Regions from separate parts of the Sus scrofa genome. Here region 1 is linked to region 2. Evidence: chromatin contacts called from public Hi-C data. All regions are on one chromosome and are shown on one strand. Each heading gives the region's core, a stretch centred on a gene start, on an enhancer-like site or on the middle of the called end of the contact. The rest is flanking DNA. Distances are from core to core; before and after follow the strand shown.

Evidence for each region. A called contact is a pair of places that touch in the nucleus more often than the background predicts.
Region 1: a Hi-C map of epiblast stem cells shows a contact between it and region 2, with 1.8 times the contacts expected there. The contact joins the enhancer-like site here to the promoter of BAMBI in region 2. A contact is called at or near these places in 8 of 47 Hi-C or Micro-C datasets (embryonic fibroblasts, epiblast stem cells, fetal heart ventricle and 4 more) and 1 of 2 datasets of contacts at active chromatin or transcription factors (skeletal muscle).

Annotation. Positions count from the first base shown.
Region 1 is chr10:40,160,193-40,166,680 of Sscrofa11.1, forward strand. No RefSeq gene overlaps it. Among named protein-coding and RNA genes, the nearest start is that of BAMBI, 110 kb to the left of the region's middle. Within about 2 kb of position 2,304, at least 37 of the 83 cell types and tissues checked have an H3K27ac peak or open chromatin away from gene starts, as enhancers often do. A contact at or near this core is called in epiblast stem cells, liver, omental adipose tissue and 2 more, where this site is marked.
Region 2 is chr10:40,051,388-40,058,324 of Sscrofa11.1, forward strand. BAMBI (BMP and activin membrane bound inhibitor) reads left to right here and starts at 1,981. Exons shown (of 3, transcript NM_001201485.1): 1 at 1,981-2,353; 2 at 5,987-6,274; 3 at 6,708-6,937. The coding sequence starts at 2,278.

The sequences.
Region 1 (6,488 bases), core at 1,054-3,553, 110 kb after region 2:
AGTGATCTTTCCTTGCACTTTTTTAGAGAAAAGGGACAAGAGTATTTTTATAGTGACTGTACCAGTTTAGAGCTCCAGAGAGAAATTTTTTCCCCCTTTGGAGGAAAATAACCCAGTTATTTCTCTGTATAGTTAGCCAATGAGCTGTTGACATTTTAAATACGGACACTGCCCTCTAATTTAGCCAACTCCCTCCAAAAGTGTAAAATATATTCCTGTCATTCTTTTCCCCTGTCATATCTGTGTCCCAGAAGCTTGCCTGGTCAGAGAGGTGGAAAGGTCACTTGGGGATGAGTTAGGATATGCTGTATACTGTTCACGTCTTTAACCGTGTCCTCCATGCTTAACTGAGCCACCAGGAACAATTCAAAGGCTCCATGAGGGGGATGGTTTGAAAAAATTCTGTTGCATATGGGATGGGATCTAATTGCAACCATTATGGTGAGGCTTTTTAATGGTTTATGGAAAAGCAAGGGGCACGTTCTCATTTTTTGTGAAGAATACTAACATACACTGAGAAGTAAAGGCTAGAAAACCCAACCCTAAACTATTAATAGTGGTTATTGATGGGTGCTGGCAAAACAGATGATTTAAATTGTCTTCCCTGTGATTGTCAGTATTTTCCAAAATGCCTACAGTGTACAGGCATAACTTTTGTAGGCCGGTGAAATGCTATGCATGAATAAACAGGCTGAGGGAAAAAGACATTCTTAAGGAGAGAGGATGAAAAGGGCTGACAGGTCTTCTTTCTCCCGTCTTCTGCCACTTTGGACGTCGTCAGTGGCAAAAAAAAAAAAAAAAAAAAGGAAAAAGCATACTAATCCAGCAATCTGAGCCAAATGCAGGAATCCGTTTTAAATAATGATGCCTGGTATTCAATAAATCCAATGGAAGAGTTCTCCTTAGCTCCTTGGGTTGAAAATTGGTCAGTTGATTCCTTTAGAAATGTTTGCAGTTAAAGAACCATTTCTGTCCATCTGATGGAATTTAGCTCTTGTACACTCTGGGTTCTGAATGATTTAAGGGTCAAAAATCTGTGGCAAAGTTTGTCCCGATTGCTTTTTTGGGGAGGGGGGTGTATAAATCCTTTGTTATTTATTGTTCTCTTGTTCAAGCCTAATGAAATAAAAATCTAAAGGCCAGGTATTCACCTAGTGACGCCTTTCATAAACGCACAACGAACCTCTTTATTTTTAATCTATTATTTTGTAATTTTCCTTGACTCAAATTCCATGAGTCAGATAAGCTTATTTATTTCACAACTGGTGCTAAGGGTGCAGAGTAGCTCAAACAGGGATGCAGGTCTGGGAGCAGAGGAAATAGCTGCTGCTTTTATTCAAATCCGGTCTCTGATCATTTGCAATAGAAAAGCCTAGTTGGAGGGTGTGGGATGTGGGTGGCGGGGCTAGAGAGGAGGCAGGGAAATGGAAAAAAATGCAAACCTTTAGTTTAGGTTAAAAATGGGTTCCCAGCCTCTCTGGGCATTTTGTGTCATCCAAGCCTCACAATTTTAAGACTTAAAGCAACAACCCCCAAGGGGGCCCCTCCTCCAGAACTGAATTGTCTTTTAACGTCTGAGTCATTCAAAACTGTGGGGCCAAAACAGATAAACAGAACAAGAAAAGTTGTTTGCCCTGAGCACGCAACTTGAAAACTCTTTTGGGCCTTTGAGAGAAGGTTCCTCCCTCTTTTCCTCCTACAAACATTCAGGGGGAGGGAAAACAAAAAAACAAAAAAACCAAAAAACCCAAAACCAAAAAACCCCCCAAAACAAAAACCTCCAGAAAATGCAGTCTTCGTGATGAAAGGCTTCAAGATCTCTCTGTCTTTTGTGGTCTAACAACAACCTAGTTGGCGGCTGAGAAGGGGAAAGCGGAACAGCCCCAGAACAGAGAGGCTGGTTCTCAGCACGGAAAGGCTGGCTCCGAACCTGGGCTGGGGGGCTGGGGGGCTGGAAGGCGGGGCGGTGGCGGGGGGCGGGCGGAGCTGAGGGACCTTGCCCTTCGGCGTCTCAGGCATTCAAAGGAAAGGTCCTTTTGAAATCTGTCATATACCGACTGGCGTCCTAGATGCTTTAGAAATATTTCCTCCTCTTCTGTGCCTTGCTTCTCAGGGGATCAAGCAATTTATTGCACATACAAATAAAGCATATAAAGAAAAGCAAACTCCGCATCGTGTAGGTGGGGAGAGACGAGCCAGAATAATGAAGTCGCTGTGGTTGACCGAGCAAGTTCACTCCCGAGTTTTCTGTCAACAGTTGCAGAATAAAGGCGGTGGGGGGAAGATACCGGGGCGGGGGGGTGTGCCTATTTCCGGTTCCTGGTGAGGAAGAAGCATGTGACCGCAGGGACAGCACAACCCTCCCCACCCCTCAGTAGTGAAGAGGTTTCTCTCCTGTGACTTTGCAGAGAGGACCCTAAGAATGTGGCTCACAACGGACGCAAGCTATTCTAAACCTTTTGCTTTTCCTTTAAAACTTCTCGCCTGTGTGTCCAGTTGCCTCCGTTATTAGGATTTCTTCACTGATAATTTCATCCTGGAGCTTTTCATGGAGATGATCAAAACTACTAAATGGCTTAAACAAGCGGGCTCTGCGATTGAGGTGACTCTCAAACCTCAGCAGGTTAAGAAAACAAATCCGAACCCAAGCTGGAAGATATTTCAAGGTCCAGAAACATGTCCAAGGATACCTAACCCCAAACAGCCAATCAAAGAAGGCAAAACCTCGCCACAGCCAATCAAATAATTTGTTCACCTTGCCTCTGCATCTTCTCTGTAAAAGTCCTCCCTGGCTCCCCGGAGTGGAGCTCTCCTAAACCCTGCTGGTTTGGCAGCCTCATGAGAATTGATTTTGCTTAAAAACAAACAAACAAACAAACAAAAACAAAATAAAACAAAACAAAACCTCTGGAGTTCCCATTGTGACTCAGTGTATTAACCCTACCTAGTTTACATGAGGATGCCAATTGGATCTCTGGCCTAGCGCAGTGGGTTAAGGATTCAGTGTTGCATCCTGCAGTGTAGGTCGTGGATGTAGCTCAGATCCAGTGTTGCTGTAGCTGTAGCTGTGGCATAGGCCTGCAGCTGCAGCTCTGATTTGACCCCTGGCCAGGGAACTTCCATATGCTGCAGGTGCGATCCTAAAAAGAAAAAACAAAACAAAACAAAACTCTTAAGAATTTTAATATGCCTCAGTTTATCCTTTAACAATACAAAAATCAATAATTTGTCTGCATACCTACAGTAGACAGAAGAGTGCCCCAAATAGTGAGCCCTACAGTAGACAGGGAGAATTGCAGGGTGCAATTAGTGAGCAGTTAGCAAGTTCTTGCTGAATGAATAGATGAAAAATTAGTAATCTAATGTGCTGTCAATAAATAGGGAATGCCATGAAAATATTCTAATTGCAATAGTAAAAAGAAATCTAGAAATAAACCTAATGTGAAGAAAATCATAACATTTTAATGAGGGACAAAAGAAAACTTGAATAAGCAGATACACACCACATTGGATTGTAGACCCCAAATTGTAAAGGTGTCAGTTCTTCCCCCGGATAATCCCTTAATTCAATGTGATCCTAAGAAAAACTGCAAGGGGATATTTTATAAAACTTGACAAGCTGAACCTCAAGTTTATATAGACTAGAAAATACACAGATTAATCAGAAGTTTATTGGAAAGGGGTGAACAGTGATAGGAGATTTATCTAATTTTATATCAAAACATACTTTAAAATGGTAGTAATTAAAACAATGTGTTCTTAACACAAGAATAGAAAAATAGATCCGTGGAACAAAGAGTCTATAAATGGTTCCATGTATGTTTATGTAGGAATTTAGTATTTAAAACAAAGCTAACGCTTCAAATTATGAATAAGTGAGGACCATTCAATAAACAGTGTCAGGATAATAAATGGTATGTCTTACCATATGTATAAAAACATATTTCACAAGGATTAGGGAGCTTTAGAGAAAGGACGCAGGTTCCATCCTTGGCCTCACTCAGTGGGTTAGGGATCCGGCATTGCTGTGAGCTATGGTGTATGTCACAGATGGGGCTCAGGATCCCGTCTTGCTGTGGCTATGGTGTATGGTTTAACTTTAGAGAAAACCTATAAAAGTGTTAGAAAGAACAGCACTTTTGTTTTCTTTGTTAATTCTTAGATGGGTAATGTCTTTTTAATGTGAGATACAAAACCTAGAAACCATATAAGATAAAGTTTTTTTTTAAAACTACATTAATTATTAAGCTTTAGTACAGTGAAATATATAAAATACAAAGAGCAATTTGCGGTAAAATATCTGTAAGGTACGTAATAAAGGTGATAATTCATAATATATAAAGAACTCATACAAGTAAATCATAAAAAGAAAAAAGCAGAAACATAGGCAAAAATATAAACAGTTAAGTCACTGATCTAAATAAAAGTGACAGATTTACATGTCAAAAGATATTTAATCAGAAATAATGAATAAAGATCAAAGTAACAATGATAGATCACGTTTTACCCATTAGATTAGAAATTATATTTTTATTTTTATTTTTTGTCTTTTTTTTTTTCTTTTAGGGCCGCACCCATGGCATATGGAGGTTCCCAGGCTAGGAGTCCAATTGGAGCTATAGCTGCTGGCCTACACCATAGCCACAGCAAGACGGGATCCTGAGCCCCATCTGTGACATACACCATAGCTCACAGCAATGCCGGATCCCTAACCCACTGAGTGAGGCCAAGGATGGAACCTGCGTCCTCATGGATACCAGTCAGATTTGTTTCCCCTGAGCCATGATGGAAACTCCTAGATTATAAATTTTTAAAAAATTCTGTTGCTTTCCATGTTGAGGGAGTATAAGATGGTGTAGTCTTTTGGAGGTCAATTTGAAAGTACATGTCGAAAGTAAAAATCTCCTGCACTGTTGGTGGGAATATAAGCCGGTACAAGCACTATGGAAAACAGTATGGAGGTACCTTAGAAAACTATACATAGAACTACCATAAGACCCAGCAGTCCCACTCTTGGGCATATATCCGGACAAAACTTTCCTTGAAAAAGACACATGCACCCGCATGTTCATTGAAGCACTATTCACAATGGCCAAGACATGGAAACAACCTAAATGTCCATTGACAGATGATTGGATTAGGAAGATGTGGTATAGATACACAGTGGAATACTACTCAGCCATAAAAATAACAAAATAATGCCATTTGCAGCAACATGGATGGAACTAGAGACTCTCATCCTGAGTAAAGTAAGTCAGGAAGAGAAAGACAAACACCATATGATATCACTTCTATCTGGAATCTAATATACGGCACAAATGAACCTTTCCACAGAAAAGAAAATCATGGACTTAAGAGAATAGGCTTGTGGTTGCCGAGGGTGAGGGGGAGGGAGTGGGACGGATTGGCAACTTGGGGTTGATAGATGCAAACTATTGCCTTTGGAATGGATTAGCAATGAGATCCTGCTGTGTAGCACTGGGAACTATGTCTAGTCACTTATGATGGAGCATGATAATGGGAGAAAAAAGAATGTATACTTGTATGTGTGGCTGGGTCACCATGCTGTACAGTAAAAAATTGACAGAACACTGAAAACTAGCTATAATGAAAAAAAAAAAAAACCCAAAAAACATTATATAAGAAGTTAGAAAATAAAGTAAAAAATCTCCATATTCTTTGAACCATAACTTTCATTTCTGTGTTTCTGTCCAAAAGGATTCTTTCCACATGCGTATGGAGAAGCATCGATAAGGATTTTCAGGAGTTCCTTAACCCAGCATAGTGTCAGTGAGGATGTGGGTTTGATCCCTGACCTTGCTCAATAGATTAAGGATCAGGCTTTGCTTTAAGCCATGGTACGGGTCACAGATGCAGCAACAATTTGACTCCTAGCCTAAGAACTTCCATATGCCACAGGTGTGGCCCTAAACAGAAAAAAAAAAAAAGGATAAAAATTAGAAACCAGAGCATGATAATGTGAGAAAAAAGAACAATACATGTCTGTGTGATGGGGTCACTTGATGTACAGCTGAAAATCGACAGAACATTATAAACCAGCTATAATGGAAAAAATAAAAACTATTGTAAAAATAAATTTATGTGATTTTTATATAAAACAAAAAAACCCTCAAAAACCAAAAAACAAAACCGAACAACAACAAAAAGAAACCCTTGGAGTTCTTGTCCTGGCTCAGCAGAAATGAATCTTTTTTTTTTTTTTTTTTTTTTGCCATTTCTTGGGCCGCTTCTGCGGCATATGGAGGTTCCCAGGCTAGGGGTCTAATCGGAGCTGTAGCTGCCAGCCTACGCCAGAGCCACAGCAACACAGGATCTGAGCCGTGTCTGCAACCTACACCACAGCTCACGGCAACGCCGGATTGTTAACCCACTGAGCAAGGGCAGGGATCGAACCCTCAACCTCATGGTTCCTAGTCGGATTCGTTAACCACTGCGCCACGACGGGAACTCCAGAGATGAATCTTTCA
Region 2 (6,937 bases), core at 731-3,230:
TTTCTTTCTTTCTTTCCTTCCTTGCTCCCTTCCTTCCCTCTTCTTTCTTTCTTTCTTTCTCTCACTCTTTCTCTTTCTTTCTTTCTTTCCGTTCTATCTTCCTTCCTTCTTTCTTGTTTTTGGCCATGTCCGCAGCATGGGGAAGTTCCTGGGCCAGTAATCGAACCTGCGCCACAGCAGTGACATTGCTGGATCCTTAATCCTCTACGTCACCAAGGAACTCCTTACCTCTTCCATCTTTCTTGCAGTGTACCTGGGCGCACAATCTCTATCATCCTCCAACTCCACTGTGGTGATTTACTATGTATTTATTTTTGTGATTTATTCTTTAAGTTCTGACATCTTTTTAACCCCACAAGCTGGGAGCCTGGCCTACAGTGGGTACTCCATGCATATACGTGGAAAAGTTGCCTGTTAGCCAATAATTGACTCTCGAGTTAAAAGAGAGAGTGTCTTGACAAGAAAAGTATTGTCTGTATAAACCCCTTAGAATTGATAACTTGTCAAAGAATTAGATGGCAGGACGTGCTACTCCAGCCCCTCCTCAGCGTGCCCTTCGGAAACACCTGCTGTTTACCTGGTGCCTGACCAGTTTATTTTCCTCTGAAAACGTCTGCTGGGGTCCAGACATTCGTTTATGAAATCAGTTTATTTTTTTTCTTCTTCATATAAATGTTATTTCTCAAAAGCAATCTCATTAACTACATCCTGCAGCGCTGTGGACTTTCAACAACTTTAATTTACAAAGTTCGTCCCTGATTTTCAGTCCTGGAGACATGTATACACATTCTTTCTTAGTCGGAAAGCCTATTCCTGAATTCTGGCTCCTCTAGAGCTTGACTTCTCCCACCTGAGCATTGAACGCGATTTTCTCCCCCGCCCCACCCGATGACATTTTATCAGGTCGGAAAACGCTGGCTGACTCTAATAAAAGAAAATTTTGCAAATGGTTGACTTTTGTTAATGCCAGGTTTTGGGGGCAGGGGAGGAAAAAAGCTTCCCTCAAATAAGAATTTCAAACTGAATTTCCCCTCCAGAAAACAAAACAAAACACCCGGCAAAATCCCCAGGACGGCCTTTAGGTACCTCGGGGCTGGCAGCACCGCCCCCCCCCCCGCCCCCTCCAAGTCCTAGTAAATGAATTAGCATCTAAGAGAGGAGATCACCGCGGGGCTGATATTGATCAGGGTCGGCCACTGTGTTTGCCTGCGTCTGTTTGGGGGGTGGTTAATTGAGTGTCGGTGTCGGCCTGGGTCGTCTCGCTGGCGCCGGGAGCTTTTGGATTTGCTAATTTTCGTTAAGTGTCTGTAGCCGGCTCCTCGGCCCCAGTTTACCCCGGAGAAGTCAGCGGCTCCTACTGATCAACAGTCTGTCTGTCTGGGCTTTATTGATCACAGGGCCGGCGGGCGAGGCGGATGCTCGGAGGGGAGGGGAAGAGGAAGCTGGAAGCACCATGGGGCGGGCCGCCCTCCCAGGCCCACGCTAGCCGGCGGGGCTCTGCTGGGGCGCCACGGCTGAGAGCGCGCGCCGGGGGTCCGCCCCCGCCCCCAGGGCGCGCAGCGCGGCGTAGAGGGGCCCCCAGGTGGCCACGCGGGTCCCTCGTGTGTTTCGGGGAAACAAAAAGGAAGCCACGTGCAGGGAGACGCCGGCCCAAGGTTGTGAGGCTCACAGAGGCGGGTGCCAGAGGCAGAGCCGGAGGCCGGGCTCGACCCTCTGCTCCCGAAGGTCACGGACGCGCGGCCTCCGCGAGGGGGAGCGCGGGAGACAGCAGGCGCCGCCAGCAGCCCAGACGCCGGCGCCGCTCGGGGCCCCGGGGCACAGCCCCCGCCCGCGCCTGGGCCCGCCCCCGGCTGGGGTGAGTGACTGGAGCCCCGCGGCCAATCGGGCGGCGCCGGCGCGGCCGGGGAGGGGCGGGGTGGGGCAGCGGGGCCGGCCGGCTCCCAGCGCGGGGCGCTATTTACGGCGCGGAGCCGGGCAGAGCCGGGCGAGCGCTTGCAGGAGCTCGCGCCTGGCGGTGTCTGCGCGGAGTGGCGGGCCGAGGGGAGCGGAGGCCTGAGCCTACCCCGACCGCGGCGCCAAGCGGAGCTGATCGGAGGAGCGGGGGCTGCGGAGTTAGATCCTGCGCGGCACGCCCCTCGGCCGCGCTCCATGTTCCGGCCGCGGCCCGATCCCGCGCCCCGGGCAGCCCCCATGCCCTGCGTGCGCCGGGAGCCGTAGGCTGCAGCTGAGCCGCGGCTCCGGGAGCCGGCGGGGGCGCCGCGGCCGTGGGGGGCGTCAATGGATCGCCACTCCAGCTACATCTTCGTCTGGCTGCAGCTGGAACTCTGCGCCATGGCCGTGCTGCTCACCAAAGGTGGGTGCCCGCCGGCCTGCCGGCTGGGGAGAACCGCGGGGTCCCGGGGGCGGCCGTCACCGCCCGCCTCGGTCGCCCTCTGCCAAGGCTTTGTTAGCGGCGGGCGAGGTTGCCTCCCGCGCGGGAGCCCGCAGGTCGCGACAAGTTGCCAGTTCTTAGAGGTCGCGGCGGGGGTTCCGCGTTCGCGCCCCCCTCCCCGGTGTCCCGGGCCCGGCGCGTGGAGGTGGAGTCGGACCTCAGGGCTAGTGCTTGTCAAAATGTGTAAGTCTGTCCATAGTGAGCTTCCGAGCGTCTGCAGCCGGGAGCGGGGGCGGCCAGGAGGCACCGCAGACCCCTGCCCCTTTTGCACAGTGCCCGAGTGTGTGTGCGTGTGTGTGTCCGTGTCTCAGTTTGGCGCTGAGTATCTGCGTGCAGGAGTGTGAGTCTGAGTGTCTCGGTTGTGTGTGCGTCTGTATTTGAGTTTGTCTTTGTGTCTGTATGTCTCGGTTGTGTGCGCATCTCTGTATTTGAGTGTGTCTGCTGTGAGTGTGCATCTCTGTATTTGAGTGTGTGTTGATATTCGTCTGTGTTTCTGTATTTAAAGGGGTCTCCATTCGTGAGTGTCTTTGTGTGTTTCTCTTAGTGTCTTCGTGAGCCTGGGAGTGGAGGTGTCCCAGGTGTGTGTCTGTGTGTAGGAGTGTGGGCTGTGTTGCTTCTCAGTGGCTGGGAGCTGTAGGCTCTGTCAACGGTCCCATTTCCCACTCACCTCATATTTTATAAACACTCTTCAACTCACCCCCCCTCCAAAAAAGAAGTGGGTCAGTTTCTTTTTTTTTTTTTTTCCTCCTGTAGGCGTTCACCTCTTAGGTGGAAATAACCCCAACAACTCCCTCTGGTTTTCAGGGTTCCCCCAGCTCCCCCACCATGACCTCTAATAAACAGAATTATCTGTTTATTCTGTGAACAGACAATTTTTTAAAAATAGGAAGCATTTTTTAGCTTTTGCACAGCCGCCCTCCCCCCACTTTTCTCTAATTGCCATGTAGCAGGCATGAGGTTAAAGGATAAGCTAGCCCAGCGAGGGTGATGTGCTACAGTATTTATTTATTTTGGAAGGAAGGGTGTAATTAACCCTAAATAACAGCCCTCTGCAGCCTGCAGAGGGGAGCCCCCTGGCCCTATCAAAGGCCGGCCGAACGGGGCTGGACTGAGGCTGACATGAAGTCACAGATACCGAAACTATGTGCCTGATAATGATATAATTAGGGGATCAGAGATTTCTGACTGCTGCGGACTTCAAAAGCTTTAAGAGAAGCCAGCAGGCTCTCCTGTAGCCATCTTGACTAAAGCAGACATTTTTGTTTAATCACCACATACAGTAACACGAAAGGGGGGCGCACAGAAGGGCATTGTTCCCTGTTGCAAAATACCATACCCTCCTGGCCTTTGGCACGCCACAGGAAGAAACTTTATGAAATGGCAGAAATATAGTTTTAATACAGTAACACAAAAGTCTATTCAACTGGCTCAAATGTGCCTCCAATTAAAAAAAAAGCAAAGTTGTTAGAACTTTCCTAGTTACCTGTCAAAATTTTATTAGACTGGTTTAGGTCCTTGAAAATCTAGGATTCGAAATGGGCCCTCGTCAACACTGAAGCAGCATTTTCACTTGTATTGGGTTTTCTTTCTTTCTTTCTTTTTTTTTTTTTTTTTTTTTCTGCACAAGGTCCGAGGTGATCCAGGATTGAGGTTTGACTCTGGATCTGTTTTATTGCTACTTACCATTGTATGTGGAATTTGTCAGATTTCCGTGTCATCACCATTTAAGTGAGCTTTAGGGAAAAAATCAAGTGGGGCAAGGATTCTAACTGGAAGGTCTTGCTTTGTGGAGAAGGGACCTGGGCCCAGACCCAGGACGGGAGCAGAGACCTTCGGCTCTGCACGGTTCCACTCAGGTTGCCAACGCTCTGTGTTGAGTTGGCTGGTGTTTCAAGAACTGAAGCATTAGCCCCTGCTAGTGAAAGCTGAGCGTTGCCTTACGGTGGCCTGGAATTTGGACAGGTAATTAAAGAAGACGTCTTACTCAGGCAGTTCAGGAGAGGAGGAGGAAAAAAGGTGAGGGGTGGGAAGAAGTTGGTACCAGCAGGGCCCGGTGTTTAATTTCAGAGCGGAGGTTTCTGCAGCAAGACTGGAACTTCAGATGGGGAAGCTGGAGAGAGGTGTGTTCACCAGTGCGTTCCGTTTAGATAGCTTCGGCTGTGGCATGTGACAATGGCCGGGGTCCACCGGGTCAGATAGCGTCTGAGGGGTGACCCCCAGATCCAGATCATTTCAACCCAACTCCATGTGAAAGCCCTCAGATCTTTGTGCTGCAGCAAACTGTTCACCGTGCCTTGCGACTCACAAACTAAGTCTTACAAAGGAAACTTTTAATCACTTCCTGTAGAAAAATTTGAGGTTTCCTTAAGGATTTTTCATTCAGCCAGCAGAGGATTTTCAGTTTCAGTGTTTCCCCTTCTAGGTCCCATGTTGAATTACACGTAAAATGGTGGGGGGGCCGGTAGGGGGAGGAGAAATGAGCCTTGCCATTTTTTTTTTTTACCCCCTCCCCCCTGCCCCCCCAGTTTTATGACTTTCCATTTGGGCTGAAAGAAATTGACTTTGGCAAGCAAACCACTAATTGTAAACTGCCTAGTTCCTGTTTTACAATATACTGACTAAAAGCTTGCCTGCATGAACAGATCTTTATAGGCAAAGTTTGCCTTTTCTAGAGAGGTTGCAAAGAATTGCCCAGTTTCATAGTTTTAAAACCTCCTGACCGGAGCAATTTCTAGATTGTTGTGTTTCTAGTTAATAACTTTATAAGGTGTTAGCTAAAGCTCTTAAATCTTGGCACAGGCCTTCGAGGTAGTAAACAATTCAGCAGTTCCGATCAAATATTTATACTGACAAAAAAAATCAAAAAGCCCAGCATTTCATTGTTGTACGGTCATGTAGGATTAAAATGAATAAAAAAGTGTAATTTACCTGGTGGTAAGAGAAGTTACTGTGATAATTATTTTCCTTCAAAAACAGAAGCGTTATTTTTAAGTACTTGCTAACTTATCCTTGAAACCGCAGTCCAACTTTGATTCTCTGCTCCTGGGATTAACACATTTCTCCTCTAAACTGCTATTTACCTGCATTGGGCTGCAAGCACCAGCTTGCACAGAGGGCTTGTCCAGCCCACGTGGGCTGCCCTTCTATGGCCTCAGCTGAATATTCTATAGAGTGAGTGGGTGTCTGAAATGTGGGATTTAGTCGTTGCTGAAGCAGAGAGTTGCTTGATCTGGTGGTCTCTGGAGGCCTTTGATGCAGTTATTTAAAAAAATTTTTTTTAATTAAGGAATAGTTGATTTACAGTCTTCTGCCAATTTCTGCTGTACAGCAAAGTGACCCAGTCATACATACATATATATATATATATATATATACACATTCTTTTTCTCATATTATCTTCCATCATGGTCTATCCCAAGAGACTGGTGTAATTCCCTGTGCTATAGAGCAGGACCTCATTGCTTATCCATTCTAAATGGAATAGTTTGCATCTACTAACCCGAGATGCCTACTCCTTCTCACTCACTGCCCCCATGCTGTTTGCTGTTGTTCCAGGTGAAATCAGATGCTACTGTGATGCCGCCCACTGTGTGGCTACTGGTTATATGTGCAAATCTGAGCTGAGCGCCTGCTTCTCCAGGCTTCTCGATCCTCAGAACCCAAATTCCCCTCTCACCCACGGCTGTCTGGACTCTCTTGCAAGCACAGCAGACATCTGCCAAGCCAAACAGGCACGAAACCACTCCGGCACCGCCGTCCCCACGCTGGAATGCTGTCACGAAGACATGTGCAATTACCGAGGGCTGCAGGATGTCCTCGCCCCTCCCAAGGGGGAGGCCTCAGGTAGGGAGAAGCCCCCTCCCGATCGACAGGCTTGTGACAGCCACGACTGTGTCTGTCTGCTATTGATTTTGTTTTTAATGTAATTAGAGACAGAAGAGGGAGAGGCGGGGCTGGGTGCAAAGATGCAACTCTGTTGAGTAGCTCTTAGGTCTGCCTGAGCCATAGATGTCTGTCTGCATAATAGGTTTTGCCTGTTTTTTTCAGCATTTTGAAGCCATTAGGAGACCATTACGAATCAGTAATGACAGTCCATAAACAAATGTTTTTGGAAGCTTCTTTGCCTGGATTTTGCAGCATTTCTGTTCCAAACATTGATTGAATCGGAAGCTTCTTTTTCATGGGGTGCCCTGTTTGAAATGGAGAAGGATGCTCACGCAGATCTTTGGTTGGGGTGACCATGGTTTGAACTCTTTGTTTCTGCTCCTTCCTATAGGACAAGGCAACAGGTATCAGCCTGACGGTAGCAGAAACCTCATCACCAAAGTGCAGGAGCTGACTTCCTCCAAAGAGTTGTGGTTCCGGGCGGCAGTGATCGCTGTTCCCATCGCCGGAGGGCTGATCCTGGTGTTGCTGATCATGCTGGCCCTGAGGATGCTGCGGAGCGAGAACAAGAGGCTGCAGGACCAGCGGCAGCAGATGCTGTCCCGTTTGCACTACAGCTTC